4 separate regions of the Danio rerio genome follow, and regions 1, 3 and 4 are each linked to region 2. The links are chromatin contacts, called in public Hi-C, HiCAR-type and HiChIP or PLAC-seq maps. All regions are on one chromosome and are shown on one strand. Each heading gives the region's core, a stretch centred on a gene start, on an enhancer-like site or on the middle of the called end of the contact. The rest is flanking DNA. Distances are from core to core; before and after follow the strand shown. Region 1 overlaps gli2a (GLI family zinc finger 2a). Region 2 holds the start of gli2a (GLI family zinc finger 2a). Region 3 holds the start of inhbb (inhibin subunit beta B). Region 4 holds the start of slc15a2 (solute carrier family 15 member 2).

Evidence for each region. Hi-C and Micro-C count contacts between places; a contact is called where the count stands out from the background. HiCAR-type assays count read pairs that join an accessible place to other places. HiChIP or PLAC-seq counts read pairs in DNA pulled down with a chosen protein or histone mark.
Region 1: an H3K4me3 HiChIP or PLAC-seq map of gastrula embryo shows a contact between it and region 2, with 3 times the contacts expected there. The contact joins the enhancer-like site here to the promoter of gli2a in region 2. A contact is called at or near these places in 4 of 18 Hi-C or Micro-C datasets (embryo, fibroblasts and an unstated tissue) and 3 of 4 datasets of contacts at active chromatin or transcription factors (caudal fin, embryo and gastrula embryo).
Region 3: a HiCAR-type map of caudal fin shows a contact between it and region 2, with 10 times the contacts expected there. The contact joins the promoter of inhbb here to the promoter of gli2a in region 2. A contact is called at or near these places in 10 of 18 Hi-C or Micro-C datasets (caudal fin, embryo, fibroblasts and 3 more) and 3 of 4 datasets of contacts at active chromatin or transcription factors (caudal fin, embryo and gastrula embryo).
Region 4: a Hi-C map of hematopoietic stem cells shows a contact between it and region 2, with 2.4 times the contacts expected there. The contact joins the promoter of slc15a2 here to the promoter of gli2a in region 2. A contact is called at or near these places in 8 of 18 Hi-C or Micro-C datasets (caudal fin, embryo, fibroblasts and 3 more) and 3 of 4 datasets of contacts at active chromatin or transcription factors (caudal fin, embryo and gastrula embryo).

What each region holds. Positions count from the first base shown.
Region 1 is chr9:38,999,983-39,007,446 of GRCz12tu, forward strand. gli2a (GLI family zinc finger 2a) reads left to right here. Exons shown (of 14, transcript NM_130967.1): 11 at 1,838-2,002; 12 at 2,130-2,411; 13 at 3,592-3,928; 14 at 4,213-7,464. The coding sequence ends at 6,335. Among named protein-coding and RNA genes, the nearest start is that of slc15a2, 27 kb to the right of the region's middle. Within about 2 kb of position 2,294, at least 5 of the 62 cell types and tissues checked have an H3K27ac peak or open chromatin away from gene starts, as enhancers often do.
Region 2 is chr9:38,849,538-38,857,119 of GRCz12tu, forward strand. It overlaps gli2a (GLI family zinc finger 2a), which reads left to right and starts at 2,751. Exons shown (of 14, transcript NM_130967.1): 1 at 2,751-3,104.
Region 3 is chr9:38,673,267-38,680,471 of GRCz12tu, forward strand. It overlaps inhbb (inhibin subunit beta B), which reads left to right and starts at 3,939. Exons shown (of 2, transcript NM_131068.2): 1 at 3,939-4,792. The coding sequence starts at 4,393.
Region 4 is chr9:39,027,468-39,034,691 of GRCz12tu, forward strand. slc15a2 (solute carrier family 15 member 2) reads left to right here and starts at 3,538. Exons shown (of 23, transcript NM_001039828.1): 1 at 3,538-3,638; 2 at 4,170-4,216; 3 at 5,071-5,158; 4 at 5,574-5,715; 5 at 6,090-6,182; 6 at 6,824-6,923. The coding sequence starts at 3,623.

The DNA.
Region 1 (7,464 bases), core at 1,044-3,543, 150 kb after region 2:
AACTAGGGATAATCTTTTCGTAATTTGCTGGTGTTTTTTGTATTTGTGTGTGTTATCTTAAATTGCTGCACGGCAAGCTCTCTCAGCCACTGTAGCAGCCTTATCTATATTGTATGACATTATAGGGTGCATTCACACCTGTATATCGATTGTTTTGTTTCGAATCGGAGATTAAAATTGTTGCACTTTGCTGTTGGTGCAAATCGCTTTCACATTGCAAAGTTTCTAAAGAGACCAAAATAGCTAAAACAAGTCACGTGCGAGTAAACTCTCTTCACATTGGTTAGAGTTTTACGGTTTATTTTACTGCTTTGTCCTGCTCAGCTGTCACGCATCCTTATTTTTATTTATGACAATGAGCAATAAGACATTATAAGCAAAAATCTGCACTTTAATTTTGAATGGTGACACCTACAGACCCCCAAATATAAATCAGATGTAAAACTTTCGCATACATAGCCATTGGCTAGAATTATGCATTTTCTAACCAATAAACAGCTCTCATTGATGGTTCAGCATGCTTTCACTTTCGTATTTGATATGAAACGCACATTTACCGGTAGGTATGACATCCCGCCCTACTCATCGTTCTCTCGTCATATAGCCTTATATGGCTATTACATATTCATTATATACTGTGATATAGCCAGGTTCGTCAGTTCATTTTATCTCTTTGCTTTCTCACTACAATTGATCCGCTCCAGAGTTCGTTTCAATCAAGCCGAGACCACCTTATTCAGGTGATCTCAGACCGATTGTTTTGGCAAGGATCCGAGCACGATGGCTGGATTTACATATGCCAAGCAAACTGCGATAACAGGGAAAACACGGCAGGTTCCTCGACAAAAGTCTCGGTGTGAAAGCACTCTTAATGTCAAATTCAAAAAGTGATACTGTAGTTGAGGCCAAGACGTGTTATAAAACTAAACTAAATTGGTCTCATGACAATCATGTTTTGTGTTATTAAGTTGTCTTGATAATGTCCGATTGTCATGACAAAGACTTTTTGATTTTTTTTTTTTGTTGGTCAAGTTGTCATAATAAAGACATCTCAAATGATGTCATCATTGCATTTAAAGGTCCAGTGAAATTAAAATAACATTTTTAGATGTTAATATCAGTATGTTGGTTTTCAAGGAAATCTATAAGCTAGTGTTATACAAAACAATAACAAAATTCACATATAGGAGATATAAAACCGATATAAACATGTAAAGCTTTTAGTTTTCCGCCTAAATGGATCAATGTTTTTTTTTTTTCCTCATCAAATGTTGACCAATCAAATGCTCTCTAGTATCTGACATGTCCCGCCAACTTCAACACATTTGCTTTTCATTTGATGTGCTTGAACTCGACCACTCTCACAGGCAAAGCGGTGATAAAACATGCTATTGGCTGCTTTTTTGAAAAGGGGATGAGCTACTCTGTCATCGAATAAAAAAGCACTTTACAGGACCTTTAAAATGACAGAACTGAGATAAATTTGACATAAGCGTGCATAGAATCTCATTCATATTCGTGACATGTGCCACCTTATGCACATCCCCTTCAAGCATCCCCTTCCTAATTGTTATACTTTTTTTATTACAGTGATGAGAAATGTCTCAGAAATAGATTTTATTATGATTTAAATATTGCCAAGAAACTGTCTCAAAAAGGGGTCCATTGTGTTTTAAGTGAAGTATAATTGTGTATTTTACATTTTATGTGTGAAACATAACCCAGACACTTCTTGACAGGTTTTATGAGCTTCATTTATGAAGTTGTTTGATTTTGGCTTCAGATTGATGAGAAGCGACGTGACGTCTTTTCTGTTTCTCTCACTCCCGCCATCTAGTTTGAAGGTTGCTCGAAGGCTTATTCTCGACTGGAAAATCTCAAAACTCACTTGAGGTCCCACACAGGGGAGAAACCTTACGTATGCGAGCACGAGGGCTGCAACAAGGCTTTTTCCAACGCTTCAGACCGGGCCAAGCACCAGAACCGCACGCACTCCAATGAGGTTTGAGCTTTCAACATCTGTTTGCTGATGTGCATTTTGCTTCCCATCTCGTAGATACTGGGACCGAGAGATTTGATTTAAATCCGATTTGATTGCACTCTGAAAGCTATCTGTCACTTCTTTGCAGAAACCATATGTGTGTAAGATCCCAGGTTGCACAAAACGTTATACAGACCCCAGTTCACTCAGGAAGCATGTGAAGACTGTTCACGGGCCAGAAGCACATGTCACTAAGAAGCAGCGCGGCGATGCACCGCCGAAACCTCACCCCCCTAAAGGGAATGGAGAAAATGAGGCCCACACAAAGCATGTGAGGGGGAGAACAGATGGGTCAGGAGAGGCCAACAGCACCACCAGAGGCGTGGAGGACTGCCAACATGTCAAGACGATCAAGACTGAAAACACAGTGGTAAGAAGAGGCTGTTTTGTTCTGAACATGCGATTACATCACTGTTGAGATGTTCTGTCAGATTTGTTGACTTGAATCGGTATTAACGGTAACCACAAGTTCCTAGTTTTGTTTTGTTTTGGGGGAGTTTCTTCAATGCGAGAGAAGCTGAAGCAGAATACCTTTGGTTATTGTTGTAGTGTATGTTATTGAACTATCAAAATCATTCAAGTCTATCAAATCCATTCAACAAAGCTTTTATGTGGTCAAGCAACATATTCTGTTCCGTGCTGATGCTATTTTAAGTTGATGATGCTCTTTAACCTGTTTATGTGCAGATTGTGTAGACTATAAAATGCTTTTAATGCAGAATTCAAACTAATGTACTAACCATTTCCTCATCTAATACACTAACCCTTTCCTTTCTTCTCAACTAACTTGCTTCTCTTTGAAAATAATGGACAGACTGTACTGAGGTGAGCAACATGGACTGGTGTCTTTTTATGCATGGCAATATAAGTGTTTTCGAAACCCAACGTCAATGTGGGATTAATTGCTAAAGATTCAATCTAACAATACAACTAGTGCTATGATAGAGGCCAACAGTGCTTCTGCTATAACAGTATGTGTCCTGTGGTTGTTGTTAAAAGCGCATTGTTTGTAGGACTAAAAAATTATTATGTTTAATGCCCAATCTGTTTCAAGTGTCATAGGAATATTTAAATATGTTCCTCAGTATGTGCGTAAGCTCTGTAGGTGCACAATGAGCTAGAAATTAATAGCTACAAGTAAGAAAAACAAGAAAATTTCATTTTGCATGATTATTTTCACCCTAAATGCATAGTTCACTCAAAAATAAATATTTCTCACCATTTATTCACACTCAAGTGGTTCTAAATTTTTATGTATTTCATTCGTCTGGCGAACACAAAACAAGATATTCTGAAGAATGTTGAGAAAAAGCAGCCATTAACATCTACAAAAAAATACTACGGAAGTCACTTACAATGATTTTTTTCAACAATATATCAGTGTTCAACAGAATAAATAAACTCAAACATATTTTAAACAAGCGGAGGATGGGTAAATGGTGACAGTTTTCATTTTTGGGTAAACTCTCCCTTTACCTCTGCAAATTTACTGAGATTCAGTGAGAAAATTTCAGTGGAATTGACATTTTCTCATTCATTTTTCTTTGTAGATGTATCAGTCCAGCCCTGGTGGTCAGTCGTCATGTAGCAGTGAGCCATCGCCACTTGGCAGTGCCACCAACAATGACAGTGGAGTAGAGATGGCCATGCACAGTGGAGGCAGTTTGGGGGACCTAAGTGCTTTAGATGACACACCTGTAGTCGATTCTACCGGTTCTCCAGGTACTTCTGCTGGAGTTGGTCTCCAGCTGCGTAAAAACAGGGCGGGACTACTACAGCTTGAGCACATCAAGAAGGAAAAACTAAAAACTGTACGAGACTCCTGCTCCTGGGCAAATGCACCACCTCAAGTCCGAAATACCAAGCTGCCTCCAATACCCTCTATTGGTAAGTATTTATAACTTTAGTGTAGTGATGCCCAATCCTGTTCTTGGAGATCTACCTTCCTGCAGATTTCGGTTCTAATCCTAATCAAACACAACTAAACCAACTAAGTAGGATCTGACAGAAAGGCTTGGTAATTACTGACAAGTGTGTTTAATCAAGGTTTCAGCAGAACTCTGCAGGTAGGTAGATCTCCAGGAACAGGACTGGACAACCCTGCTTTAGTGGTTGGGATTCAAGTTTGCATTCTCAGAAATTAACATTACTCTCATTACTCTTTGTTTTAGACTCACTGCTGGACGCTCCAAATATAGGGACTCAAATGTCTGTACCTCCAACCCAGCATTTAGGAGACTTGTCTTCATATGAGATGACAATGCTTAATCAGCTACATGAGCGCAGAGATAGCTCCACCAGCACAATGAGCTCAGCATATATAAGCCGTCGGTCCTCTGGCATTTCACCTTGCTACTCCAGTCGTCGCTCAAGTGAGGCTTCGCAATTTGGAGTCCGCAACAACAATGTCAGCTCAGCAGACTCCTATGACCCGATCTCCACAGATCTGTCACGTCGTTCCAGTGAAGCAAGCCAATGTGGTGGTACAGGTGGGCTCCCAAGTTTACTAAATCTCACACCAGCTCAACACTACAGTCTTAAGGCGAAATATGCTGCAGCCACTGGGGGTGCACCACCAACACCTCTGCCCAACATGGATCGCATGAGCCTTAAAACTAGAATGGCCATGTACAATGACTCGCAGGACAGTTCAGCACATTTGCACCATGCCCAAGGTGTAGTCAACTCAAGACGCTGCAGCGACACTGGGTACGGTGCCCCTGGCATAATGCCTCATGAAGTTCCGGCCAATCTTCCACGACGAGCAAGCGATCCTGTTCGTCGTACAACTCTTGACCCACTCTCCTTGCCAAGAGTTCAGCGGTTCAACAGCATCAGCAACATGAACCTATCACGTCTGCCTGCATATGATCGACGTGCTTTCAACATGCAGAACAACACTTGGTCTGATGGAAGCTTGCACCGTCATCCCTTCAGCCAAAGGCCACCTAGCATATCAGAGAACATTTTAATGGAAAATATGGCCACTGATGGAGGAGATCAACAAGGGGATGATTTGGTGCTTCCCGATGACATGGTACAGTACCTCAGGTCCCAGAATGGTAACTCAAATCACGATTCTGGGATTTCTGTCAATGGCGGTCATGCTCTAGAGTTCCATGGTAATATGACCTCCCAACAACAACAGTTCTATGGGCAACGCAGAATGGGCATGGCAAGCATCAATGGAAGTCACGTAGAGCCTGTTCCAGAACAAATAGCTGATCCGCAGGGCATGAACAAAAACAACATGCCTGTGCAGTGGAATGAGGTCAGTTCTGGTTCTGCAGATGCAGTTTCAAGGGTTCCAAAGCAACAGCAACAACAACTCAGAGGGAACTTGACAGTTGTTCAGCAGAAGCAGAACTTTGGCTCTTATCAAGGATTTGGATCAAACCAGCAGATTGTACCAATGAGCCAGAATCTGGCTAGTCTACAGCAGGCTTATCCACAGAGAAACATCCAGAGGATGAACACTGTCCAGCAGTATCGCCAGTCCATTTCCAATCCATGTCAGAATATCGGTGAGCAAGTAAACCGGCAGGACCTTAGTTACAATTCCAATCAACGCCTAATATGCAATAGCATGGGCCCACCCAATGGGAGAGTGGTGCAAAACCAGGAGCTCCAGAATTATAGATCAAACTTGATGCATATGAATAACATCAATCAGCAAAATTACGTTCCTCTAACTCAGACAGCTATTCAGAATGCAGGCAGAGGACTGATACAGCCCAGACCTCCGTCCGAACCCAAACCATTGAATAGGCAACACTCAGGTTCAGGTATGGTTCAGCCAAACGGTTGCTCCCTGTCCAATGTCAACTCCTCAGAAGCTAGCCCAAAGAGACCAGGTGAAGTCGGTCAACACAGCAATGGGAATGGCACTATGTACTATTCAGGAGAGATCCATATGTTGGACAACGGCATTGATTATGGTTCTCCCATGTCTCCGTGCACAAACCAAGCCCCTGTTGCTTCTGTGTCTACAATGGCATCTCCTGGTGTCAACCAGGTCACCAGCACAGTGGACTCCACTCAGTCCCTTGACCACACTCAAATAGACTTTGATGCCATGTTGGATGACGGAGACCATTCGAGTCTAATGTCTGGCACTTTAAGTCCAGGCCTTCTGCAGAGTATTTCGCAGAATTCCTCAAGGCTCACCACCCCGCGTAACTCTGTTACCCTGGCCTCAGTACCGGCAGGTATTGGCAACATGGCTATTGGTGACATGAGCTCAATGTTAACGGCCCTTGCGGAAGAAAGCAAATTCTTAAACATGATGGCTTGATAATTGAAGGCATTACTCTAAATTCAGGGGTGGCTTTTTATGTTCTTTAAATGTTTGAAAACATTGAACACTAAAGTGACTGTGTAAAACTGTTTCAAGAACAATAACTTGTGCTCTTAATGGGAGAAAAGCACGTATGCATATTTTTCATGAGCAAAGGCACTGAAATACGGTTTCTTACTAGAGTTGAATTTGCAGCATTCAGGTGAACACTGTCAATGATGTTATCAGACGTTTGCTGTTGTATGCAACTAGACTGGCAAAAAACCTCAATGTTTGACATGTTTCACAAAGCCATATGTTCGATACAAGTTTGTTAATGGGTATTCGTGTACATCAGGGTAATGGTTATTAGGCTTGTTCTGATTTCCCTTTCTCAGCAGTGCACTGAAATTCACCAAGTGCCTCAAGTAAAAGAACATAAGTACGTTTTTAAACTCATATAATGCTATGTAATCTGCTATGTAGCTATACTAATAGTTACCGATCTTTTTCATTTTTCTTCATTTTCGTTTTTTTTTTTTTTTTGTTTATAGTTATTTCATATCCTTCATGCTTTAAATTATGTGTAATACATATTAACTGTACCAGCTTGTTCAAATTGTGCACAATCCTGTTCCCCCTTTTGACTTTGAAGGGGTGCTTAAAGAAACTGATGGGGGGGAAATCTGCACAATTGACAATGGTATTGACAGATCTCCTCGAAGCAGCTCCAGAAGTTACAGATCTCTGTATTTTGTCTCATCTGGCTGTGTGATACTGAAGGACAGCATCTCTGCGCTTCAGCCTGTGTAGGCTTGACGAACCTTGCGTCCCTTTGAGATGTCTTTAAAGGAATATGCAAGTACTCTGCGTGCTCTTCTTGGAGATTACATCCCAATTAACAGGTTCATCAGCGGCTTGTGCTTGTGATAAACCACAGGCGCATACTAAAAGGACTTCTGCCTTTGATTTAGTACTGCTACAAGAAATTTCCACCAAGGACAGAGCAATTCTGAAGGTCTGAACTATTCAAGTTGGTTGGTGTTTTGTGATGCCATTTGCAGTGGTCGATGTATGTATAGCTTTTGTACATTTTCAATACAGCATCTTCAGTTTTCTGTTTTAACTTGCTTTGCCTCTTCTTTCT
Region 2 (7,582 bases), core at 1,501-4,000:
AATATTGTTTCATGTGGGGGTGACACAGTGACTCAGTGGTTAGAATTGTCGTCTCATAGCAAGAATGTTGCTGGTTCGATTCCCCGCTGTGTCAGTTGGCATTTCTCTGTGAAGTTTGCATGTTCTCAACGTGTTCGCGTGGGTTTCCTCTGGGTGCTCTGGTTTCCCCCACAGTCCAAAGACATGCGGTACAGGTGAATTGAATAAACTAAACTGGCTGCAGTGTATGTGTGTGAATGAGTGTGTATGGATGTTTCCCAGAACTGGGTTGCAGCTGGAAGGGCATCCGCTGCGTAAAACATATGCTGGAATAGTTGGTGGTTCATTCCGGTGTAGCAATCCACACCGGAATGTCCATTCATCTGTCCATCCATCTGTCCATTCAGCATAGCCTCCTACCAAATGTCTTTCAGTAGTACTAGTACACCCACATTAGAAACAAATACTATAATAATTTACATTAAATACTTTAATGATTTTTGTACCATATTACAGTAAAGCAGGCTAGTTTAGTTAATCTGTAATTTAATTATTACTATAATTTATTACATTTAAAATACTTTAATTGTATTAATGATTACATTTTTTTTACATTTTATAATGAACATCTGACAATAAAAAACATAATCCCATTTATAACACACAAAAATACATTTTGCCTTGATTAGCTTGCTGAAGGTATCTTCTGCAATGGTCGCTATCCATCAAATGACTGTATTTATTTATTTATTTTTTTCATCTGATTCGATCAAAACATTTAATTGAAAAAAATTTCAGTTTGCTTTTTTGTAGATCAACAGTTAAAAAACAAAAGCTATGTTGAATTAAAAATGACAATCTCTGTTAAGTCACAAAATTCCCCATTATTCTCCCACTCTTCTCAGATGGGATGGAGGGCTAAAAAATAGCCTTTGGGCCCTAGTTTGGGCATCTCTGGTGTAGAAAGAGTGTTTGTTATCCTAATACAAGAAGAAGTTATATTTGCACACATATAGATTTATGTGCAATATGTGCATTTTTTACCGTTTTACCTGTACAAATTAATTACAGATATTTGTATAATTTATAAAATATTTATATTTACAAATATATGAATATATAGGAGCAGCATGATGCTCAGGGGTTAGCACTGTCGTCTCACAACAAGAAGGTCGCTGGTTTGAGCCCTGGCTGGGTCAGTTGTCGATTCTGTGTGGAGTCTGCATGTTCTCCCCGAGGTGTGGGTTTCCTCCAGGTGCCCCGGTTTCCCCCACAATCCAAACAAAACTAAATTGGCCTTAGTGTATGTGTCTGAATGCATGGTGTTTCCAAGTGCTGGGTTGCAGATGGAAGGACATTGATAAGTTGGCGGTTCATTCCGCTGTTGTGACCCCTGATGAACAAAGGGACTAAGCCGAAGGAAAATGAATATATAGATACATGAAATCAGAACTGCTTGTAATTCATAGGCCTATGGATATATAGCTGTTTAAAAAGTATAGAGTCAGATTTATCTTAAATTAGCTGCTAGATAGACCCATTAATTGATCAATTCATTCATTCAACATAAAAAAAATTCACACAAAATCCAATGGACTTATAAGAATATAGTTTTTACCTAGCATTCACTGACACCCATCAAGTTTTTTAATAGTGAAAAAGATTTTTGGAATATTTTTATTTTATTTAGAACTTTATGATTGGTTCTTACCCCCTTTTTCCACTAGATGTCGTTGTATTGTGTTTATCGTTTGAAAAAAAAAAAACATTTTCTGAAAAAAAAAAAAACATTTAAACCAGACTGATGGTTTTATTGGTTGAAAACCAGTTGACCTCTCAGCTAAACCACGTGAGCATTATACCAGCATGGGCAGGGAGACCGTCTTGAACCAGCTGGCAGCTAAATCCAGCAATAGGCTTGTTTAAACGATTAGCTATATTGTTTATTATCTCTAACATTGACAGTGTGGTAGTTTAAACTGTTATATTATTTATCATCTCTTAAACTGTTATATTGTTTATCATCTCTTAAACTGTTATATTGTTTATCATCTCTAACATTAGCAGTGTGGTAGTTTTAACTGTTATATTGTTTTTAATCTCTTATCATTGGCAGTAGTTTAAACTGTTTTTCATCTGGATCACTGGCAGTGTGGTTAGATTTTCTGATCTGCAATGCTGGACTGCATAACTTACAAACCATAAAACTTTAAGGGTTTTTAGTTTGTCTGATTGAATAATCTTATAATTTACCCTAATTCAAATAAACTGCAGTAGGCTATCACATACATTTGCTGAAAGAAATGTTAAATTAATAAATCAAAAATATTTATTTAATTTAAATAATCATAAAAAAAGATTTTAAATTTAATAAAATAAATCACAAGTTTTCCACAACTTATTATTTATGTTTAGTGAAGTCTTTCAAAAAGTAATAGCCTTTAGTTAAAAAATGTCTTGACTTAAAATGGTGCTGAATCTATAAAGAAAAAAAATGTTTTAAATTTGCAATAACCCACTATTTCTAGTTTACCAGCTGTTATCTCAACAAAGCTGTTCTTAGATTTATTTACAACCACATTAACCGTACTCAAGCAACGGTTTAGCAAATCTCCAGTGAAACTTGAAAACAAACTCTTCTTAAGCCTCGACTACCTTTGGTTTGATGTAACCCGGCCCATCTGGTGAAGAGAGTGGCCCAAACTCAGAGAACTGGGGGGAGAAGTGGAGACTGGAGACAGAGGAGGGCAGATCGGATTGAAAACAAATCACGCCAACAGATCTCCCACCGCACATCACAACTGTCGACTTCACAAACTTGCTTGGGGTGAATTTCTGCAGTGTTGACTGCTAAATTACTTTTTAATGTGAGTAACTACAGTCTTTTGAAGTATCGTGTGTGATGGATCGTCAAAGTTTGCGAGATGCAACTGTAGCGCTTCGTCGTCCGCGAGTGATGTAGTTTTTCATGAACGCCGTTGCTTTGATTCCGAATAAATCGCTGATGGAGTTTCGTGACAGAGTCCAAGCCACTTTCTGCAGTTTTGTTTTGAGCACAATTTCGCTGTTTTTCGGATGCACGCTGGACAACTGAGCAACTGACGAACTTTACATCATCCAAGAAGGTAAATGCTCTACGTTTCTTTTGTTCTTATATACTTTTAGCTCTACTGTCCACAGTGTGCACGATCCTCCATTGGAGGACAGTATTAACTATTCATTTATATTGTTCAATTGTTTCATTTGCCGCGACATTAACGTTAGCGCGTTAGTATAGGAATGTGACAAAGTTCATGCCGACGAAAAGTTGTTGTTGTACATCACTTTTCATCACTTTGTGGTATATACTTTGGGATTTTTGACAATTTCAAACTTTTCTCAAGTGTCCCAGGTAGGGATGTGAGTCGTAAAGATTCTGGCGAGTCTGTTTCTGATTCGAATTCCGCTTAGCGATTCCTGTCCATTTGGAGCTGGTAAAGATTCGTTTAACGTTAGTATTTTACTAAAGAAATAGCTGAATAGTTGTTTATCTTGTTCTCATCAGTATTTTGCTTAATGGCGATCATTTTAATCCTCAACATATATGAAATAAGACTGTTAAAGGAATGTTTATAGACTTTTCTGTTGTTCAGATTTTACCGCTTCAACAAAACGCAATGTGTTTATTTATCGCGGCATACGAGCATTCACGTAGAAACTACTGTTAAGTTTCCTAAACATAACTTATTAACAGTTTATATTCTACACTTAAAAAGAAGAAATAGCTTGTAGTTCAAAAAAGTGATTTAGATTCTTTCAGTAAACGACTCATTCACATCAAACCTCAAGTATCGCGTTGTATGCTTTTGAATCACTTAAAAGAACCGACTCAGAAGAGTCATTCCATCAGCAATCAGTCCACTCTTTTCGCGCCCAAAAAGAACCGGTTCTTCCCAAAAGAACCGGTTCACAAGAATCGTTGGCTATGTGGGAAAGTATTACACATCATTGTAGAACGCTGACAAAATCGTCTTGTTAACCTGCTTCATGAAAATAATTTAATGGTTGTACAGGAAAAAAAACTATTTTGAATTGAATAACAGTCTGGTTACCTTTAAAGATTGTCGATATGTAAATGTAAAAGGGCACAGTTTGTACAACTAAGCTGAAAAGTTCCCAAGTTTTTTTTTTAAATATGCATGTCTTTAATTTTACTAAAAGCAGTTTAACTAATTAGAGATAGTGTTATGTTTTCTGGGCTTTTCTTTGGTTTTTCTGTTAAAAAAAAAAAAAGCTCAAACAACTACTTGTCAGTAACTCTATATAAAATCTTGTAGTAAATCTAAACTATTATGTAAATTTAGTTTTGTGTGTTTAAAGGATTGGCTAAAAAAAGTGCGCCAAGAGTGTGCCTTGTTTTCCTGAAAAACAGAAAAGTGTGTGCATGTGTTAAATTTAATGTGATGCCCAGTTGAGAGCATTAGCATAAGAATAAAAGGTCTTAGTGAATTTCCCATTGTGTAGAATGAGAAGCGCCAGCAGTCAGAGGCAGAGCGAGTGAAAGGATTCAAAAAGAAGAAAAAAATGATGGCCTATTCAGATTATTCAGCCTGGTTTGGGCTACGGTCATCAGCTTCTGAAACATGGGTCGACCGTGTCACTTTCATCTTCCTTTCCTGCTGCTTTGCACATTTTCACACATTTCCCTCTTGTCCTGCTGCCTAAATCATGGCCGCTCAGCCTTGGAATTCCGCGGGAGATTTTAACAAACACTCATAAAGGGGGACCTTGAATGACATTGCACATGCATTAGACAAGGACAAGACAAGACAATGCAATTACTTTTTAAAATGAGTTTCCTATATTAAAAATACAATATAATTTACTTTTTAAATCATTATAAGGTTTTTGAGTATTTAAATGCAGTTATTGTGATATCTTGTTAGTGTTTTTTTTTTTTTTTAATCTGCTTATCTTACACCCCAAAGTATGCTTTATTTTTTACTCATGTCTTTTTTTACTTATTCAAAACATGCTTCACACATCCTCACTAAAAAAGATTCATCCCTTTTTTGTGAGTGTTTTTTTTTCTCTTCAAATTTTGAGCAATAAAACCTACAGTTGCAGCAGGTAGCTTTTAACACCCTCACACGTGCAATTGTCATGGTGAGTGTCCATTGTTTTGTCTTCAGTCGTGTTCTGTTGTTCTTGTTGCATCTCATCAGTTTCTTTTACAGCTGAAACAACACCCCGCCTCAGGGATTTTTATAGTGCAAAAAACAGTGGTTACAAAAATCAGGCTGCATGCATTATGCTCATACTTATTTGATGATGACATTTCCATCATGTACAGTGCTCAGCACATATAAATACACCCCTCACATATCTATCTTTTAAATTCACGTTTTTAATAGGAAGCTATACACTATTATATTTGCGCATATACCTTAGATTAGTCAGTACTGAAACCAAATCTGGAGCTTATCTAACAAAATAACTTACGATAACGGTCCAAAAACTAGCACACCCAAATTTATGTTATAGAGAAATATTAAAAACAAATAAAAAAAGACAAAAAATCAAGAGAAGCAAAAACGTTGAACATTTTAGTTGAGCTTTGTAGGTTGTAATTTATTTTTTGAAAATTTTTCTTGAATTTAATTGTCTTATGTTTCTATTTCTAAATATGTTTGGTGACTAATGTTATTTTAATGACTATATCTGTTTAATAAATCTTTTTTTTTTTAAATGGACCAAAATGCATTGCCTATTCACTGAGAAATGGATAAAATATACATTTTCAAAATGGGCTTTTCAAACAGCATGCAGGAACAAATATTTTGTAATCATATGTAAGACAACACTGTATAGTCCTCACTGTATAAATGTGTAAATTAAAATGAATCTTTAACAAAGTTACAGTTGGTACAATTTCTTGTGCATGAATGCACAGTCACATACCTTATGAACACATGCAGGTGACAAACCTTTACTCTATTATGGTTAAAATCCAGAAATGTCTCGTTTTTGCAAATATGACTCCTGCTCAAATATAATACCAACATATGAACTCAACATTGCAGGTCCTGCAATGTAACTATTGCAGATGCTGAATTGATATTGTGCAGCCCTACATAGAACTTTAAAGGAGTTCTAAAAAACCATTTTATTGATGTATCAACTGAAACCATAGAGACTAAAGATTGGAATTTAAGATTCATCATCAGGGTATTCGTGGGGTCTCAAATGCCTTAAATTTCAAAAACCAAATTTTAGGCCTCAAAAAGTCTTAAATCCATTGCAATATTGTGTTGTAGGTCTTAAATAGTTTTAAACCGGTCTTAATTTTCCTGTGTTCATGTAAAGCTATACCAAATTGGACCAACACCTGTCCAATCACTAACAAAATATTTCAATTAAAGTTTTACGAGACATTTTTTATTAACTATAAATACTTAATAATATTGTTTAATTATCGTCCTTACAATAACATGTGTTTTTAAGCTTTAACTTGAAAATCTTTAGCATTTATCCTTGTGTAGGTTGGAAATTTAATTCGATATGGTCTTAAAAAGTCTTAAATTTGACTTGATGAAACCTGTAGAAACCCTGATCAAACATTTTTAAAGTTTCAGATTAAGTTTTGTGCATGTAGGGTTTAAAGCAACACTGTTTTTCAATGGGACACAGGCTAACTTTTTTGGTACACGTTACACCAATAGTGACTATTTCTTTTCCTGTTTTTATTGCTTACAGACTTAAAAAACAAAATGGTGGGACTAAAGCACCCTGAAATCTAACACGAAGAAGGAAAAATTAGCATAATGCTTCTTGTGGATGATCTGGTTCTAAACAGAACTTTCACTTTGTGTAAAGAAAGACCTCTTTTTCAGAGTGTAGCTTGGTGAACGTTAAGTGTCGGGCAAGACCTTAAATCTCTTTATCACCGAGCAAAAGCTGTGAGGAGTGCCTGAAGTACACTTGTGCCTCAAAGTGAATTGATGAGCCTTTAATGGCCATTAAAAGTGCTGAGAAGGACAGCTGTGTTTCAAGTTTGTGTGCCGTATTCCTAGTGTCGCTCTGAATTGGAGATGAGGGCAGCTTGGTGAGAAAACAGAGAGATGTGAGAAGTGGTAGCTGCTTACATTCTTTCGCCCTCTCAAAGACTGTTCTTTGAAACCCATCTCCTTGGCTTTGGCCCGTAGGACACGGGACAATCCCTGCATTTTAGTTGCTAGTGTAGGACACCCCTCCAGACATCCGCCTCATTCACTCACAAGTGTCTGGGGTTAATTAGGATCACATCACATCCGGTTTATGAGTGCGGATGGGGTTCTTCACAGTTTTTTTCCTTCTCTCATGCAACTATCAAGGCATTGTTAAAGAATCACATCAACACTCTATATACACATTAAACCACTCTTATAAGCCATTAAATAGCATATGGTAAATCAGCGAAAGACCAGAATTTGATTGATTGACCTCATTAGTTATTGGCAACAGTTGCCAAGTCTAAAGGAAACAAGGCCCATTACGAAAACTCCTATAGTGCCTTAGAAGAAATGGCAAGGTTTCATTTTGAGGGACTAGTTGATCTTTTACATATGCTGGAGATTCAACATAT
Region 3 (7,205 bases), core at 2,689-5,188, 180 kb before region 2:
AACTGTGAATCACACTTACTAAAAAAACACAGATTTGCATTTTATTTGTGATTTGTTTTTTGATATGTCTCAGTTATATGTATCAGTCAAAACTGATCATTTGCATTTTATCACTGACTGAAATCATCAATCTAAATATTGTTCCATTTTGTCATTTGCTGTGTTGTCACTGCTTTTATTGAATGACTGATGCTGGCAGAACAGTAGCACCATGCACACTTTGCACATTATGTTTCTTGTCTTCACATCAGTTCACGATGGCTGCACTCAAAGTATGCTTTAATAAGTGATGAATTACATAATAAATATGTAATCCATTTGCAACAATTAAAAATGTGTTCTAGTGCTAATTTGACTTAAAACCCATATCGGTAAAAACCTACATTGCATAGTTATGTTTATTATTTCTAAAATATAACTAATAGCAGGATGTAAAACGTGAGTACTAAATTGATAGCATGTTTGTATTAAATTACATGTTGTAATAAATAACTGCAATTGGTTCGGCTGTGAAAATAATTCCAAATTTAATTAATAAAAATAAAAGTAAGCTGCTCTTATAGATAATTTTTAACCTGGACATACTTTTCTATATGGATGTAGTGTTTTTTATTACCACTTGAGGGCGACAAAGATTGTCACTTAAAACAATATAGTTATGTTGACTTCTGACAATGCAGGGAACTACTACACCAAATCGTATTGTGTTGCTTTTCAAACTATCTCACAAACTTTGGATAATCTACACATTTTCTCTGTATTTTAATCAATACTGCTATCAGTATATCAACTAATTTGAGGGGAGACTAACTGTAGGCTAACCTCGGGCCTGTGGCCAGGGGGACTTCGGGTTTTCGCGAAAGACATACAATTGAGCCATACTATGCCATCATACATGTGAAAATAACCCACTAAAGAAGGCTTGGGATTTCTCTGTTGGCTATTGCTTCAGCTCATCAGTTTTGACCAATGCAAACAATTATTTTTCACCAGTCCAATATCCAGCTGTGTGGGGAAACATGCAACATTTGTGTTTTAATTTTTTTATTATTAAAATGGCCAAATTCTGACTGAGGACAGTGACTGAGGTGCTGGCCAGTTTGTTATTTGCCTAATAAATGACAGCTGGCTACAGTTTTTAATTTTAAACTTTAACAGATTCCTTATAAAAAAAACTATATATTGTAATAATTATGTATATATGATGTAATGATTTGTATTTTAAAAAATAGAATAAAAATTCTTTATTCTAAATCTTTAGGAAATGTGTTTGGTACATCAAAAAGTGTGGTTATGATGACAATTAATGTAGCAAAAAAAAAAATGTGTTAAAAATGTCACGATAAACGCAGTATTTAAACCTCATAATTTAATAGAAAATGTGGCACACACACACACACACATTTCAAATATTTATTCATTCATTTCCTTTTCGACTTAGTCCCTTTATTAATCTGGGGTTGGTGCCGCGGAATGAACCACCAACTTATCCAGCACATGTTTTATGTTTTACGTAGCGGATGCCCTTCTAGCCGCAACCCAACACTGGGAAACACCTATGCACTCTTGCATTCACACTCATACACTACGACCAATTTAGCTTATTCAATTCACCTTTGCGCATGTCTTTGGACTGTGGGGGAAACCGGAGCACCCGGAGGAAACCCACACGAACACAGGGAGAACATGCAAACTCTACACAGGAATGCCAACTGACCCAGCTGAGGCTCTAACTGACCAGAGACCTTCTTGCTGTGAGGAAATCGTGCTATCCACTGCTCTACCATGACGCCCCACATTTCAAATAAATTTCAAGCATTTATTATAAACAATACATTATTTAATAAAATAATATGGTAAGATTCAAATAAAAAAGTGTAAGCATGATAATATACCTAAACACAATTTTACACATTTTAGCATTCTAATAATTACAAAATCTATGACTATTATTTTTTTGTGTTTTTACTTATTTTTTATTATTACTTTTTTGCATTCATCCTTGTGTCTTTTACTGCTGCACATTTTATGTCTGTAAAGTTCCTTGAGATGCTACTTTTAAAAGCTCTATATGAAAAATAAATTATGTTATTATAAAATAACACTTTTTTAAATACCACTTATATTTTTTTAAATATATAATTATTTTGTATAAAGATTTTAAAAATAAACTACTCAAAATCCATAAAAATACATAAGAAAAAAAAACTCAAAATGAATACAAAATCACATTAAAATTGATAGGCTACAGTTTAAAATGATGGCCCATAAGCATTTCCTGCTTTTTATTAAACTATATAATTGTAACAAGAGGGAACCATAATTTAAAGTTAAAACAGCTATCATAACATTATTTATTGATATGTGACTCTTTTTTTTCTCGTGGAGGATATCAATTAAATTAAAAATGTAAAACAGGAAATATATAGAGACCATTGTTTTTCTTTACATCCCTCAAAATGGTCTATATATACACACACACACAAAGACACACACACTGTATATACAGTTGAAGTCAGAATTATTAGCCCCCTTTTGATTTTTATTTTCTTTTTTAAATATTTCCCAAATGATGTTTAACAGAGCAATGACATTTTTACAGTATGTCTGATAATATTTTTTTCTTCTGAAGAAAGTCTTATTTGTTTTATTTCGGCTAGAATAAAAGTAGTTATTAATTTTTTTAAAACATTTTTGGGACAAAATTATTAGCCCCTTTAAGCTAATTCTTTTTTGGATAGTCTACAGAACAAACCATCATCATACAATAATTTGACTAATTACCCTAACCTGCCTAGTGCACCTTATTACCCTAGTTAAGCTTTTAAATGTCACTTTAAGCTGTATAGAAGTGTCTTGAAAAATTTCAAGTAAAATATTATTTACTGTCATCATGACAAAGACAAAATACATCTGTTATTAGAAATAAGTTTTTAAAACTATTATGCTTAGGAATGTGCTGAAACAATCTTCCCTCCATTAAACAGAAATTGAGGAAAAAAATAAACAGGGGCGCTAATAATACAGGGGGCTAATAATTCTGACTTCAACTGTATATGAAGAAATCAAATGTAAAAACCTCTAAATGCCATCTAAAATTTTTTCTTTTATTTTAGTTAATGTTTTATGTCAGTTATTTCACTTTTAAGGTAATGAAGAAAACTTATTTGGCACTATGTACAATTACTGAGCCTACACACAGGAGTCGGAGAAAAATGCTTATTTTAGAAGGTTTTTGCATTCAAACTGTAAATATATTTATATGCAGTTATTTGTACAGTATAGAAAACTTTTCTATTTACTGTGTTAAAGCGATGAAACAATAGATGGCGCTATATTACCGACAGAAAAATGACCATTATAGTTCTCCTATCAGCAATACATAACCCTATTAAACAGAAATAAACGGCTGTATTGATAAACAAAATAAATGCACACTTGAGAAAATGTATTAAAACATGTTTCAGCAGTTTAAAACGCGTAGGCTATGCATTATTTAGAAAACATATTTCAGTAACTCCTATGTGGGTGACAATATAATCTTCATCAAACGATACGTTTTTATTACTATAACTTAAAATAATGACAACATATAGTAATAACCACATCATAAAATGACTTAAAAGGTCAGTCTAGTGATACACAGATTGTGCTTCAATGCATTGTTCTGTTGTGCGAAAGAAGCGGATTTCTGTCTCATTATACGCCAAACACTAAAGTCTTGTAACGTTACTTTTCCAAGTGAAAAAAAAAGTTGATGTGCGATGCTGTTACGTGTCACACGCAGAGATATCCAGCGGTCATGAGCGCTCTTTAACCTGCTCGAGCTCATAATATCTGGCGTCCAGTTGGTCGAGCGTCCCACGTGGTTTGAAGTATAAAAAGTTTCAGCGCGGTGCTGTATTGTCGTGATTATTACACGAGAGAAAAGACCAAAGGACAACATCCCTCCTGAGGCTGAAGAAACGCGCAAGAACTCGCAACACTACATTACTAAAAGAAGAGGAGCACGAAACAACTCGAATTCGGTGGACAGACAAACGGTGAATCGTTCTCTTCAAGCAAGATTTTGTTTTTGACCACACTGAATTTTAAAGGAATAGCAATCGGTTTGTTTTGACTCTTCACACATCAGTTAGTCCTGTACCTTGATGATGAGGAGACATTTTCGCGCTTTTTAACTCGAGGACTGACATTTTCGCGACAAGATTTCGCTATTATCAATGCGTTTACCGGACGATACTATGAACTCTTTCTATGAACGTCTCACAAAAATGACCGCGAGCCTAATAATGAACGGACATCTGTCAAAGGAGGTTGCTGGAAGTACAACTCAGTCCTGTTTATAGTTTATTTTAACTGTAGGAGTTCATGAACTGATTTGTTTGTTGTATGGACACGATATTTATGAAAATGAGCGTTTCCATCCTCTCTGTAACCTGTTTGATGGCTTGCCTGCTCTCGGTTCAGTGTAGTAGTCTGGGAGCGGAGACCGGCTCCCAGGAGTCTCAGTGTGTGTCTTGTGGACTCGGGCATCAGGAAGATTCGGGGAGAATGGACACAGACTTTCTGGAAGCGGTTAAAAGGCACATATTGAACCGACTGCAGATGAGAGAGAGACCAAATATCACTCATCCCATTCCCAAAGCCGCCATGGTAACGGCGCTGCGCAAACTTCACGCGGGTAAAGTTAGGGAGGACGGCAGGGTTGAGATCCCCAACTTAGATGGACACGCTGCCCACAACGAGGTGCAAGAAGAAACGTCGGAAATCATCAGTTTTGCCGAATCAGGTGTGTATGAAAAGCTTATTACATGACAGAGTGTATACCTTTTTAGTTACATAATAATTAACGTACATTTTAGCACATCTCGTATTTTGGGACAATCTGTAATGTTTAATTCACTTGCAAATTATATAATATAACGTTTATCTATAACATATCTAATTATTTAAATATCTTGAATTCATGCGGATATTTTAAGGGGTGGAGGCTAATAACCACTAAAGTTTTCGGGATTTATCACATTTGCAAATAATACAATTTAAAAGTACAGGTCAAATGATCTGTCCTTAAAGTATTAGTAATGGTGTCAGTAAATGGCGACCTGGTTGTGGGTCTTTAGTAAGCCATGACATCTCATGGGTCTGTTCCAAAAACCCGTCTATGCCTTCATACACAGCATCCTAACAGAGATGGGACCTATATACACGTGATAGACTTTGTATGAGGTACCATCTAAAAGTAATTATAACTCACTGATTTATCTGTATTTACAATATATTGTTTTGTGTTTGAGTAAAATGCCATTTTGGTTTTATTCTGAAAACGACTGAAGAATTTCTTCCAAATCTATTATAAGCATTTAAAGACTTTTTTGTTGCTCAAAATAGCAAAAAGGACGCCACAATTGCATTATTCAGACATGTATATTCACTTCAAAGCAAAACCACACAAATGGGCTAATTTTTATTAGATATTAGATATTATTAAATCAAAACAATTTTTTGACCAATTATCATTTTCAGAAAATAAGGCTCTAAAAAGACAACATTTTTATTTGAAATTTGGAAAAGTTCATAGATCTTATACAGATCTCAGATCTAATAAATCTTGTGAATCCAGAGAAACAGAGTATTCAGTTGGTCTCTGTATATCTATCCCTCATAAAGAGCAATTAACTATGATATTTTATGATATATTAATTATGATGCATTTCAATTCTACCTCAAAGGCAGCTGACTTAGCTTGGCTTGGAATAGTCCAAAAAAGTACACTTTTTCCACGGAAAAGTTGTTGCTATGCTACATGACGTTACAGTATAGAATCTTACTGTAAACAAATTAAAATGACATTACAGTGGAGTGCTTTACAACACAAGTGTTGTGATTTTTTACAGTGAGTTTTGGAGGGTTAATGAGACATGCATCCTTCATCTTCTAAAACTTCTATGATGTAACCGGAGCAATTAGAATACATGACCCTCTCAAAACATACAATTAGATAGATATGCTGACAGAAAATAATGAGTAGTCTGTCAAATTATGACCTGCGATAGGTGGGTGTTGAGGCAATTAAAATACTAGACCAGGAACGGGAACGCCAAGAGAACATCAAAAACATGGCAATCAAAGTATTACAGATAATTTGTTAATAAGAGGGCAAGAACAGTTTCACGCCTTTTTGCCTTATTAACAGACAATATAGCCATAAAAACTTTTGTTAAAAGTAATAAAAATAGACACCTTTTATTTAGGAAGCATACATTTATTACAATACATTCTTACTGAAGTAGTAAGTATTTTAAAAATACTTATGCAGTAACCCTGAATGCCTGAACAAGTCATGGAAATTCATTAGTCAACAAGGGTGGAAACCCTGTAACTAGCACAACTACCCATTAGTTCCAGGGCAAGGTGATGAAGCATTGGATTTCTTTCTATGAGCCAGTTTATCAGCTGTAGATTTGTGGTTTGGTCTAATTTGTATGCTACATTCTGCTGCTAAGTGTCAAAAAGTTAACCTTTATTATATATGTAATTTATGTCATTATTAGATCAAATACAAAATTTGCATGTGCAAACTAACATCAATAGAAGAATAACAGTAGAATTTATGTAGACTATAATCATTTATCATAACCATTCCAATATCTCAGTTTGACACCACTCATTTAAGCTTGTAAAACTGGCTTCTTTATCTTCCTGTCGCACACACCGTGCAGCACAATTAGCTTGGACATTATCCGAACTTCTTGCTCCAATAAGAAGGATCTGAACACACTCATGACAGCGCAACAAAAGAAGGCAATTATTGAGAGAGTACTGTGCGTTCTTGCTAAACCCAATATGTCAACATTGTGAACAAAAACAACAAAAGAAAACAAAAGAAATCACTCAGAATAATGCATGAGACATTTGAGTCGTTGTGGGTGACAGAGGCAGGGGTGGGGGGGATGGCCTTCTTATATCCTACTCTGAAAATGCATTTCAAATATCAAAGCTCTCAGGCCTCTTTGCAGTGTCCCCTATTATTCACGACACCTTTGAACCACCGAGCAGCAATGCATCTTGAAACTGGCTCTCGGAACCCCCATCTGCCTCAAGGCCAGCTGGCGCTAACCCCTTAAGTGAAGGCTGCCAGCCAGGGCATAGCATTAGGACAACCTTAGATCCATTCTGCTCAGAGGTACAAAAAGAGGAAT
Region 4 (7,224 bases), core at 2,288-4,787, 180 kb after region 2:
AGATGATGGAGCACCAGATGGCGCGATCGTCACAGAAAATGAGCCCCATGCTATCCTGACGACGTTACTTGGTGGGTAAAAGTGGACTTTACAGGCTTTCGTAATCATGAATTATCATTACAAATCATAACAAACGTACTTTATCATTATTGTAACCGTAACAGATCTTTGATAGTGTTGTTGAATTGCTTAGAACTAGTTAATCTTCTCAAAAGTTTGTGTCGTGAATCTATAAGAGTACTTGTGGATACATTGCTTCAGATGATGAGACAGTTCAGAGCCCTGGGCCACCACAGTAGAGTGAAATTTAAATCAGTAAATATGATATGATATGATAAGATAAGATATGATGTGAGAACTGTTGCAACTTGCAAATGTGTCCTGGGGTTTTGAGTGGTTACTCTTGACGTGACAAGCTGCATAAGGCAGATGACTTTTTGCTGTAGAGCTATAATTTAAAGATGTCAGCAGTGTGGGAGTTGTGTGTGTGTGTGTGTGTGTGGTGAAAAAGAGGACTTCGGGATTGCATTTAGCAGTTCCCCTATTTTCTGCAGTTATTTTTTTTTTCAATACAATTAGCTGACCAATGTATTTGTTTGCTTTTTGTTTTTGAAAGGAGTCCCATAAAAGCCATATTGGTTTGGTTGTATGGGACTCCAAATATAAAGTTTTTGTCTGTATCTGAAAAAAAAAACACAATTGTGAGTTATAATAAATACATGTTGATAATACACAAGCAGTCTTTCAGTGATGCTTATGGGGTGTTGCTCTAGAAAGGGTTAGTAAAAAGCAGAGAAAAATCATTATACTCACTACAAACATTAACATTGGCCACACCCTTTGAGACAAACTTATAATTATGTAGCTTTGCTGTCCTAAATGATTTAGTTGAAAATAACAAAGAGGACCTTTAAACTTGGCCACCATATCTAGATCAGTCTGCTTCTTAAATATCTTTACAGTGATTTTTATGTGACTTTAATCAGATCTTCCCAAAATCCTCCTTAATTGCTTTATGATACAACAGTAAAAAAAAGTTTATTATATATAACATTATATATAATGCTTTGTGCAATAGACTTTGTGTTTAATTATTTATTGCCCAATTACATAACACTGTAGATTTTTCTGGTCTGGAGGTCTGTACAGCTCTACAAATGCAAATTTCTTATCTACGCAAACACTGAAACTAAACAAAATGCCTCTAAAGTTTTTACACTAGCTGTAGAGATTTGTAGATACTGCAATTTTCACACTCTTGTTTTTTTTTTTTTTTTTTTTGAGACGGGACAAAGTTAAACAAGGAGACTTTGCCACCAGACAGAACACACTGTATGCAAGCCTATATGCTTTAACTCAATTTTGATCAAATGTGTTGGCACTTGGTCTTTGTATGTCAAAGCTAGTCAGACCTCAGCAAGGTTACATTTATTAAAAAACATAGAGTAATAATATGAAATAATATTAACATTTTAAAGTAGCCTAATTAAAAATATACACTACCGGTCAGAAGTTTGGGGTCAGTAGGGTTTTTAATTGTTTCATGTTTTATTTATTTAAAGAAAATTATTCTGTTTATTAAGGTGGCATTTATTAAATTACCATTAGTTTATTTAATTACCATTCACAATGATTATATTGATAATAATTACAATAATGATAATTATAAGAGTGATTTCTGAAGGATCATGTGACTCTGAAGACTGGAGTAATAAAGCTGAAAATTAATCTTTAAAATCACTAAACTACTATAATCAATAAACTACTTTTTAACAGTTTTTTTTATAGTGCAACAACATTTCACAATTTTACAATTTGTACTGTGTTTTCGATCAAATAAATGCAGCCTTGGTGAGCAGGATAAGCTTATTTTAAAACATTTAAAAACCTACAGACCCCAAACTTTTGACTGGGAATGTATATATTAAAATAATGCATTTCTGTAATGGTGCATCAGTTAAGCAGCCAGTTTAGGAGTCATTCTAATATATTGGTTTAGTGCTCAAGAAATAGTACCTTAATAATAATATCCTTATTAATTTGTGTAAACCATATGTTTTTTTTTTCATAATGATTAGATGAATAAAAGAACAACATTTAGCTGTTGAGGAAGTTTTTGTAACGATGTTTCAATTTTATTGTCCTCTCATAAGTTAATTATTTGATTGTTTTCTTCTTAATAACTCATCCTCATTTGCGAAACATTTTAACTGATGAACAATTAGCAATAAGCTAAAAATGCCCAAAGTAGTGTCCGCAGGCCAAAATTGGCCCATTGTAACCTTTTATTTGGCTCACAATCCCACCTGAGGAGAGCGAGTATGATGGAGAGGGTTGAGAAAACTCTGTGCTGTCTTTAACACAGAGATCATCATTTCTAATTTAATGTAACTTTTTTGTTTGTTTTATTGCTGAGCTACAAAAAAAAAATAAAAATGAAATCAAATGTTTCAATTAAATGTTGAATCTGAATTATATAAAATGTAAATACTGTCACTCGACGGATAAAGGACTATGCGAAGACATGAGCATATCAAGGCAAAAACTACTGTAATTCTGTTATAAATGAGATTATTTAGTTTTTTACTGTAAGAAATTAAAAATGTTTATTTACATTATAAAATGTGAAAAATAAAATACTGTATTAGACAATATAAAGTATGATTTTTAGACATTTGTAAAAATTCATTTTTTTTTTTCGCCTTTGTCCCTTTATTAACCAGGTGTCGCCACAGCAGAATTAACCGCCAACTTATCCAGCATAAGTTTTACGCAGCGGATCCCCTTCCAGCCGCAACACAACATTGGGAAACACCCATACACACTCTTTCACACACATACACTATGCCAGTTTAGCTTATTCAATTCCCCTATAACGCATGCCTTTGGGGGAAACCAGAGCATCCAGAGGAAATCCATACTAACACAGGGAGAACATGCAAACTCCACACAGAAATGCCAACTGGCCCAGCTGGGGCTTGAACCGGCGACCTTCTTGCTGTGAGGCGATTATGCTACCCACTGTGCCACCATGATGCCCTCATTTGTAAACATTATTAAATTAGGAAATTACCATGTCTTGTTCAAGGTTGGCTCTTGGCATTTCATAAGAAAAAAGTTTGGTCCCCTGAGCTGAAGTAACCGTTATTTACTTTATCTGACCACCAGTAGTTCCGTTAGATGCTGAATGACTCCGCCTGTTGCAGAGGGAAGTGAGAGCTGCACGGGTTTAGGGCACTTTTATCACAATAACAACCCAAAAAGACTGAAATACAACTCGGCGAAAATACATTTGATTGGAATTATACCGAAGTCAAAACTTGTCCTTTGCTAATTGACATCTGCAGCGCGTTATATATTAACAGTTTAGGAGTAGGAAGCTCCCGCATAAACCGTATAATCTGATGCATGTGTTTCGGGTCTCGTGTCACTTCGACCCGCCCGGTCTGGGATTGCTATTCTTTGTCATGAAGTAATATATTAACCTGGGAAAGTTTAGCAGCAGCTTTAACATAAGCGTGAGGCGGACGACTTTTTAGTCTCTGTGGAGGGACGGACTTGGCCGCGTGTTCAGGAATCCACTCGTTGAGTGTCCAAGTACACACTTGGATTCATTGAAGAGATGGGGAAAATGAAGGGTAACTGTTTTTATGCATCAGTTGCTATTATTTTATGTTGCAGTGTTTCTGTCTTCTCAATCGTTAAATTGTCTGCTGGACGTGTCTGTTTTTTTACATTTTGGCACAAATCGACTTTTTATGCAACGTTTTCAATGTATACAACTGTTGTGAGGGTCAATGTTAAGGTTTAAACTATTTCTACGACGCGCACATGTCACGTTTTTAATAATGTCAACAGCAAAATTTGATGTACTGCAAAATAAGCGATGAGTTCGACAAGATTGTAAACTGTGGCGCCTGTGGGAAAAACAATGTTGTTGAGTTCCTTACAGACTTGCGTGCAGTGAGGCAGGGGCTTTTCAACCAACTGCCTAAACAAATATAGTTGCGCTGCTGGTTTCTGTTGGCTAGAGTGAAGCTGGCTGTAGACACAGATATAGTGATGAATTATGGTCGACAATATTGAGTTTATATTGAAATTTACCGAATTCCAAAATAAACTTTTGTATTAACTAATTCTCTCTTATTGTCTCATTTTAACTGTTTTAGACAAAGATGTTGATGCAGAGAAATATGAAAAAGCACAGCGCTCACCGGTGAGTTCAACTTTTTTTATTGGAAAGTGCAATAAACGTTGTGAAATATGGGGTATTTGCTAAAGACAGAACAGTTAGGCCCGGAGTAGAATATTGTGAATGTTCAAATGTTAGATGACATAAAGTAAGGCTATAATTTTATGGTGTAAACAGAGTATATATATATAAAAAAAAATTGTTGTTATTATTATTTTTTTTAATTAAAAATATATAACCGATTACTCAAGATTGATTTATTATTATTTATTGAAATCAGTTTGTGATTTTATGTAAGAATTTTCATATTAATGAATAAATGCCAATAAAATGTTAGAATAAATGTAAGAATAAAATGCCAGTTTTAAAATAATATTGGACATTGCATTGTTTTCATTTCAGATAATATTTAGCTTTCATAGTTTAAGGCATTTTATAGGTATATGTTTATATTAATAAGAATTATATTAAGATTACGATCTTACATAATTGTATGCATATAGAAATATATATGCATTCACATTTGTCTTTTTTCTGATAATAGTTTAATTAAATTATTGTAAATTGTAAACAATGTTTTAAATTAACAATTGCTTGTTGTTGTTTTAATTACCGGCTTTAGTTCACCATGATATGTAAAACATACATTTCTCCTCTTGACCTAATTGTTGTTATAAAATATAGCTGATGTTATATGACACACAGTATTACAGAAACAAAGCATTTGACCATTTTGTCACTTGTGGAATCTTTGTCCTGAGTACTTGTAAATGTATGACTTGTAGTACCTTTTAAAACTAACATTTGTATTGAATGGGGAAAAAAATGATTATTTCAACAAAAACTGTACATGTCTATTTGTTTTTTTTTGTGCACAGAAATTATGTGGGACTAACTACCCAGTTAGCATTGCCTTCATTGTGGTCAATGAGTTCTGTGAAAGATTCTCTTACTATGGAATGAAAGGTAATGAAAAAGGCATTTAAAAGCATTATATACTGTATAAACTTGTATGTGGTCTGAAATTGTCTTTTAGGTTAAAGGTCGATCTTGATTTAGTGGAATGTCTGTCCTTTGCAGTTGATTTCCAGTTTTTAATTTTTATTTGTGTAATGCTAGCTGTATTATATTTTATGCCAAATAAACATACTTAAATGTAATACTAAGTGCATACATATAAAAAAAGAAAAACGCATTGTTCCATGACTTTAATACAAAATTAAATTGCAAAATTAATATTTTTCATTTTTTTACAGTGTATCTGAACTTTGTTACTTATGATGAGAGAATTCAGTTGCATTTTATTGACCAGTTGTTGATCTGTGTAATCTGACATGAGTCTGTTAATGTTGTATTAATATATGGATCTTCTTTTTTTAAGCGGTGCTGACGCTTTACTTCATGAACTACCTGCATTGGGACAAGAATCTGTCTACAGCTATTTACCATGCATTCTCGGGCCTGTGTTACTTCACTCCACTTCTGGGGGCCTTGATAGCAGACTCATGGTTGGGGAAGTTCAAGTAAGTATTGTTCTTAAAGGGGTAGCAAAAAAAAGAAAATTCTGTCATAATTTATTCCCATTTTACTTGTTCGAAAACTTTTTTTTTCTCTGTTGAACACAAAAGAAGATATTTTGAATGGTGGAAACCTGTAACAATTCACATGCATAGTAGTAAAAACAAATAGTGTAAAAATCAGTGGTTAAATGTTTCCAGCTTGCTTCCAAATATTTTCTTTTTTATTCCTAATCTGTTTTTGAAAGAGTTAGTTAAAGATGATAGGTAATTAACTATCCCTTTAAAAGGAAAAATATGAGAAGACTGATGCTTTATTTATTTATTTATTTATTTATTTATTTATTTTATTTTTTTACTTTATTTTTATTTTTTTGCAGAACCATCATCTATCTATCTATTGTGTATGTGATTGGCCATGTGGTCAAGTCTGTCGGGGCCATTCCTGATGTGGGGGACAGCACTGTTCATATGTAAGCTTCTTTTGATGCTAGTTAAGGTGTGCATTACGGTAGCTTGATACTGTGAGGTTTTATAGTAAATGTATTTCAAGTGAAAAATATTTCCATTTTAGAAATGCAATAGGGTAAATACACACAGACTTTTAATTCCAGTCAGCCAGCCAGCCAGCCCCAGGGTTCCGGTTGGATTGTCATCCCATACAAAATCTGATTTTTAAAAAACAAAAAAGTGGGTATCAGACCAAACAAGAAGCACTGCATTAAATTCTATTTTTCCACACCATGTCTTTAAAATATGAAAATTAATTATTATTATTAATTAATTTTACCCCAGTATTTTCAATTGATTTTCAATTTTAGCTCCAACCCTAATCAAACACACCTGAACTAGCTAATCAAGTTCTTACTAGGTGTACTTGAAACATCCAGGCAGGTGTGTTGAGGCAAGTTGGAGCTAAACCCTGCAGGGACACCGGCCCTCCAGGATCGAGATTGATGACCCCTGCATTACAACATCCGTGTAGTAAAAGGAACTGTATGAAACCGAAAATAGTCACATAAACCATTACCAGAAGTTCATCATTGGCTGAAAAACACTAGCTGTCTATATAGCCCATTGGGCAGATACATGCTTTTTTGTTGTTTCCTCATAGAGCTCTGTCAATGGTTGGTCTGGGCCTCATAGCATTAGGGACAGGAGGGATCAAACCCTGCGTTGCAGCTTTTGGTGGTGACCAGTTTGATGAAGACAATGTAAGTCAATACAATTCATTCAGTCAATTGCAATGGCAGGGTTTACACATGTAAAATGCTGAATATTTTATTTTAATTCTGTATCTTAAAAAATTAAGTGTAAGTTCCCCTGAATGAAAATATACTCGCGCTCATATTATTCCAAACCTATAAGTTTTCTTATGCTGAACATAAAGAAGATATATTGAAGAATGTGGGTGACCAAACAGTTTATATGTGCTACGCACTGAACTCCATAGTTGGAAAGCTCCGTGGAAGTCAGTAGGTATAGTAAACTGTCGGGTTACCAATATTTTTTTCC